Linked DNA regions of Mus musculus: region 1 is linked to region 2. Evidence: chromatin contacts called from public Hi-C data. All regions are on one chromosome and are shown on one strand. Each heading gives the region's core, a stretch centred on a gene start, on an enhancer-like site or on the middle of the called end of the contact. The rest is flanking DNA. Distances are from core to core; before and after follow the strand shown.

The links. A called contact is a pair of places that touch in the nucleus more often than the background predicts.
Region 1: a contact with region 2 is called in a Hi-C map of neural progenitor cells, with 2.2 times the contacts expected there. The contact joins two enhancer-like sites. A contact is called at or near these places in 2 of 484 Hi-C or Micro-C datasets (the N1E-115 cell line and neural progenitor cells) and 1 of 115 datasets of contacts at active chromatin or transcription factors (VIP interneurons).

Annotation. Positions count from the first base shown.
Region 1 is chr12:29,616,140-29,619,306 of GRCm38.p6, forward strand. The region is part of intron 2 of Myt1l (myelin transcription factor 1-like); the gene reads left to right. Among named protein-coding and RNA genes, the nearest start is that of C630031E19Rik, 69 kb to the right of the region's middle. Within about 2 kb of position 1,787, at least 3 of the 459 cell types and tissues checked have an H3K27ac peak or open chromatin away from gene starts, as enhancers often do. A contact at or near this core is called in neural progenitor cells, where this site is marked.
Region 2 is chr12:29,136,522-29,139,321 of GRCm38.p6, forward strand. No RefSeq gene overlaps it. Among named protein-coding and RNA genes, the nearest start is that of Gm31333, 4.0 kb to the right of the region's middle. Within about 2 kb of position 1,265, at least 70 of the 459 cell types and tissues checked have an H3K27ac peak or open chromatin away from gene starts, as enhancers often do. A contact at or near this core is called in neural progenitor cells, where this site is marked.

The DNA.
Region 1 (3,167 bases), core at 537-3,036, 480 kb after region 2:
CAACCTATAGTAAATGTGCTCTACAAGTGGCCTGCATGCTCAGCTCACTGTGAGCCACTGCTCCTCGGGGAAATGCAAGGTTCATGTGCTGTAAGCATCTGACTACCACACTTCATAGACCATGTACGGCATCCCCAGTGCTCTGTGTGTTCCTGCTTCATGACACCCTGCCCAGCACACGCTGTTGATTCACCGACATTGAACACCCTCCCGGCAGCTCTTCCTTCCAGTCACGGAAGGAGTATACCTAATACACCTGCTTTCACTGAGACGTACAACACAGCCTTCTCCTTTCAGGAACACCAAACAGCTCTTCTTTTTACATCTAAACTACAAAAAGGGTAATAACATGAATCTTCACCTGAAATAGACGACAAGAAGGACACTTGTGTGCATTATGACAAGATCTGAACCGTGCACCTCACAGGCGATTATGGTGGCCTTAGGGAGGGTAGAAGAGGCTGGAGAAAGGCTACGTTGCAGGTGATCTAGAGTTTGCATTGAAGGGAAAATGAATTAAGACGTTTTCTTGTTTGTTTTTTTTTCTAAGTGTTTTAGTGTGAATTGGATTTGGGGGATTGTGCACTATTCTAGACGTGGTACTAGATCCGAGTATAGAAAGATGCACAGCCTCATCCTTGAGTGAATTCCAAGTGAGGTCAGGGTGAGTTTATTCTGCTCTAGCTCCCTACAGAAACACCTACTTTGAATTTACAAAGCAACCTGAATGCCATACTGTTGACTTCTGCTGGGCTACCTGTTGGCAGGTGACTGAGATTTCATTAGGTAAACAGAAAGAACAAACTTCAAAATCCCTGTTGTCCCTGAAAAGGGGGCTTAGCTGGAAGCCAAGATTTATTTTTCGCCTTGTAAAAAGAGAAAAAAAAATCGTACCAAACAAGAAAATCAGCTATTATATGGTGACTTCTTCTGTACTTCTTTTTATAGGAATTTTAATTTATTTAATTTATTTTTATTTCCTCCACAGGAAATAAAAGTAGGACAATTGATAATCACAAATTAGGAGTGACAGTACTTGGAAGGTTGTTAAATGATAAATTTAATGATGCTGGAGGCTGAAAAAATGAACTTGAAAGGACTGGGGCAACTTCTCCTGGATTTCTGGAGATGGTGGGAAGGGCAGGGTCTCTGATAACAGGTGAGACCCATTGCAATGGTGTTGTATAGCTGTTAAATCCAATCCAACACCCCTCTGCTTCAAAGTCAGAGGTTTTTGAAATTTCAGTTCATTTTGTCCCTCTCTTATCTGGTGTGATCATGGTCAGGTACTATTCAAACCACTTGGCTTCAGATCACTCATATAGATCAGGTTCTTCTTGGTCTAACCTGCTACATTCAACTGTTGATGTGCCCCATGTTGATATGCTAGGTGATATTTCCTATATCAACCAGGTCAAGTTTTCTAAATATGAGAACTTTCTAAATATGTACCAAGGGCTACTTTACTTTCTCAAGCATTTTAGAATTTCAGAACTTCCTCTTCTGATAATGTCTCACTATATAGTAGAAAGATGCAGTCTGGGAAGGCTTATTTCCACCATACATAATTTATATGATATTGCTAATGGAGTGTTGTCCATGCTGGAGTACTTGACCAGGAAAACATGCCAGCTACATGATAGAGGAATTTGTGGGTATGATATTGTTAAGAATGCAGAGATGGGAATGATGTCTTAGATTGAAGGGGATACCCAATGGAGGGATATTTTCAAAGAAGGAGATCTGTAGTCATGGAAACAAATTGAAGTGGTCTGCCAACCAGGCCAGGAGCCAAGGATGCTAGTGGCCCCCACAGTGTGGAAAGGCAAGGGTAGAGACTCTCTTCTGAGTCTTCACAGGAAGGCAGTCTTGCCAACACTTCCATTATTTTGGACTTTTGCCCTCCAGTGTTGGCAGATAATAAATGACTATTGGTTTCAAGAACTAAACTAATTTGTTATAGGAACTCTATGGTCTCAGGAAGCCATGGACACACCAGATCAGTCTGTATCATGTATTTAAATTGATTATAAAGATAGCTCATGAAATTTTCACCGCGATCAAATGCCATTTATGTAGAAACACTCTGTAAACATCTGAGTTCAACACAGAGGTCCTGGTTTTGTCAAAATGAAGGTATACATCCAAGGAAACAATAGGATGCTTTCCTACTTAGTCACCTCCCTCTCCCAACTCCCCAAGCTCTATGTTTGAGTTGAGAGTAAAACTAAGGGCACTCTGAGCTTTTGTCAGTGGTTTGGTTTCCGAGGTCCCTCCCAATGGGCCTTGGTATGCTTCACCTTCTCCAGAAGAAGCCAAGAAACTTGTGTGCACCTTCCCTTTCTACACACAAGGAAGTGACGTGCAAGTGACTGTCTCTGCCAGCTAGTTCCCGGACGAGAAGACAATGGGGTGTTTTAGAAAGAAAAGGACCAGTGAGTCAGACAACACTATAGATGCTAGAAATAAAGAAGGTCAAGGTATAAGCAAGGGCCCACCCTGCCCACTCACAATGCGTAACTACTGAACCAACAACATCTGTTGTTCAACAATCGAAAGCAAAGCACATCTCTCCCTGGATCCTAGGAGCTGCAGGACCAGAGGAGACGGCTCTGTCCTGCACAGCCTCTTCGAAACCGTGCTGAGGACTCTACCACCTTCCTCTGGCTCGGTGAATGAATGCTGAGAAAAGCTCATAGGCCGTCATTATTCTTGAGCTAGCCAGGTTGTTTGTATTTAGTAACGTAACTGCAGTCAGTAGTCTGCCGTAACTGTATGGGAGATTTCTGAGCTTTGCTTCACAGGTAGAGGGGACAAGAGGAAGTCTTTGTCTCAGTCTTGTGATACAGACAGTCTTAAGACTCTTATCTTTAGAAGTTGACATTTGCAAATATTTCCTATCAAAAAGCATATTTGCTTTCCCAAGGATAGACGAGCACGTTATGATAAAGCCAACCCACGCTACCTCATGATCAGGGATGGTGTAGTCAAGATCTCCTTGTCCTGATCCCCTCCCACTGCTTAACCTTTCTAAGTCTACTTCTTCCTCAGTAAACCAATTAAATAGAGTGTGATTCTATGAAGGCAAACCTACCCTTCTCTTTGAGCCAATCTTTCAGTCCTGTGGTGTATAGCATTTTATCTTGTATATTTGTGAGACCTTTTCT
Region 2 (2,800 bases), core at 15-2,514:
CTGCAGCCTGGGCCCAGAAATGTGTGTGTATTAATGTCTAAATCTTGTGGTTTTCAAGGTTTATCTCTAGAGATCTCAAAGGTCACACCAGTGTCATAACTGCTCTGTGCAAGAGCTGACATCAGGCCATAACCAAGTCTTTTCTTGAGCAACTCCAAGTTCTTAGGTCAGTGCCTCTCAGGACAGGCATAAACCAGAATGAATTGGAGCATCCTGTATAGGTAGTGAGGTTAGCAGACCACAGCTTTCTTGGGGGTGGGAGTGGAGGTGGGGGTAGGGGTGGGGGCAGGGGTGGGGGCAAGGTTAGGGTAGGGTAGGATGGGGCTGCTGCCCTATGTCTATTCTGACAAGGTCCTTGCCCATTCCCACTTGGCCCACACCCGCCCAGCACCATCTGCCTGCTCCCGGCTGGCACTCTGTCAGCTTCACGGCACTGCAATGAGCTTGGAAAGCTGGTGCATGGCTTAGCAGAGAGAGAATCTAAAATCCTTCCTCTGCCCACACGCCCCCCCATAGACCCCCCTACTCCCCCTCCTTGCTCCCCTCCACAACCAATTTATCTGCCAGTCCAGCCTACAAGCAGAGCTGGGGCCAAATTGGCTGCTTGCCCATGCTTATCAGACTCTGTGACCAGATGGCAGGAGAGCGGCCCATGGCAGGCAGGACAGGGCTGGGAAGTCCCTGTGTGCAGAGAGTGCTCACTGGGGAGGCATGAGGCCAGAAGGTTTTCTAAGTTGCAAAGGAGGTAAGGGGGAGAGGGACACTTTATCCCTGAGGGAGTCAATGGACTGTGGAGTATGTTTATGTAAACACATGGACACATGTATGCACATATGTGCCCTTATGTGGTTTTATACATTTGGGTGTATGCATGGTACGTGTACTTTTGCACACGTGAATCGCTTGTGCATCTATGCACACATGTGTATATTCCTGGTGCTGTAGAGAAAAAGCAGGAGGTGGGACTGGGAATGTCCTGTGCATCCGAAGTCCTAGAGGTGTGCCACTCATGGCCTGCCCTGGCACTGGTGTGCATAGTCGGCTGCAGGCTTGACTGCTTGGCTCGTTTCAGCCAGCTGGACTGGCTACACTGGAGACTGCACAGCCTAAGCAGAGGCCAGCTTCTCTGGCTGGGGAGGGACTCCCAGCTGCTGGCCAGAGGCAGCATGCATATTAATTCATTGATTCATTCCAGATTCTGCAGGTGTTCTCTCCAAGCCCACACCTCTGGAAAGTAGGACACTGTGAGAACTGAGAGGAGGCTGGCTTGCCACGGCGCAGAGAAAGGGAGTATTCAAGGTCGCTTGCGGGAGACGCATTGACTCACTCCTAGGTGATCTTTCAGGGGATTGGGTGAGGAAGGCCCAGCTTCCTGGCCTCCCTGGTACCACTCTTAGCAGGTTACCCTACCCCATTGATGACACCAACCCCCAGAGTCTGTTCATGTCCTTTCCGCCCTGTGCCAATCCCTGGGTGGTTTTGGCCTCTCCCTGGTAAGTGCTCCATCTTTGCCCAGAGCTCTGTTTTCTCTTCAGATCTCCCAGGCTGTACCCACTGCTCCCCAAGGCCTCTGTGCTGTACCCTGGTGGAGATTCACAGACCACCCAAAACCTGCAGCCTGGGCCATTCCCAACTTTCTCCCCTGCTTCTGTATTCGGTCTCTGGAAGCCTAACTCCTTTCCACCAGGCCTCGACCACTGCCCGTGGCACCTGCACCTCATCCTCTGGTCTTCCACAGCCAGGTCCCAGGCTTCAGGTTTTGCTCATCGCCGTGACACTTTAGGAACCACATTTTATCCATTCTCCAAACTGTCCCAGGTAAGGACTCTTCCTTCTGGTACAGCTAGAATCCGTCTACCTGGTGCTTAAAGCCTGTGCACAGAGCTCCATAAACTTCATGAATGCCCTGCTCTGAGGCCTCTCAGGCCACTCTCTGACTCCCTCCATGATGCTCACATGCTCCCTTCACTGTGCTCCACCAACTCCAGTGTGGTCCACATGAACCGACCAGGACCCACATTCAGTCCTGCCAGGCTCCCACTGAGCCTCTCACTCAGCCTCAGCACCTCATCCTGCTCCAGCCTTCTTTTCACATTACACAGGCTTCCTCCTTGACCTTTACAGGATCAAAATTGTCTTATGTTACCCCCTCTCTGTGTGCTAGGGGGTGACAAGGTATTTGTATTTCAACCACAAAAGTGTGCTGCATACTGCTGCCCCTCCACCGCATTCACACAGGATATACCTGTCCCTGCCCCCCAAACTCAGGCTCAAGGCTCTGTCTGGCGATAGAACTGCCTTCTTCCCCTTGGCCTGTCTCTGACCACTGAACTTCCTGATCTGTCTGAGGCATCATAAAGTACCTCTCTCTGGGAAAGAGAGACACTTGATGTCCATGCTTATGCATTTCTCTCCTGTCCCCTCAACTAGAGGGGATTTGTTCTCTGCTCTACAATAACCCATTACTGGTGTGAACACGCCTAACTTCAGGGCTGTTTTCACTGAACTTAAGTTGCCTTAAAATTTCTCTCACCCTGATGTACCTACAGATTCTATATGTTCTATTCAAAATGTAGATCCCAGCTGCTTCCATGTGGGCCAGGGCTTGGGACTCTTCATTCCTAGGAAGCAAAGCATTGTGGGAGGGCAGACATCTTGGATCTTCCCAGGAAGTAGCATACAGTCATTGCTGCTGTTGCAGGACACATAGGTGACTCACACAGGCATCTCATGCTCTGTAGGCTGGGAAATAAAAGGAAGGTGAGGCCCTTCTCAAAGTGGCCATCATGATGGCGAGACA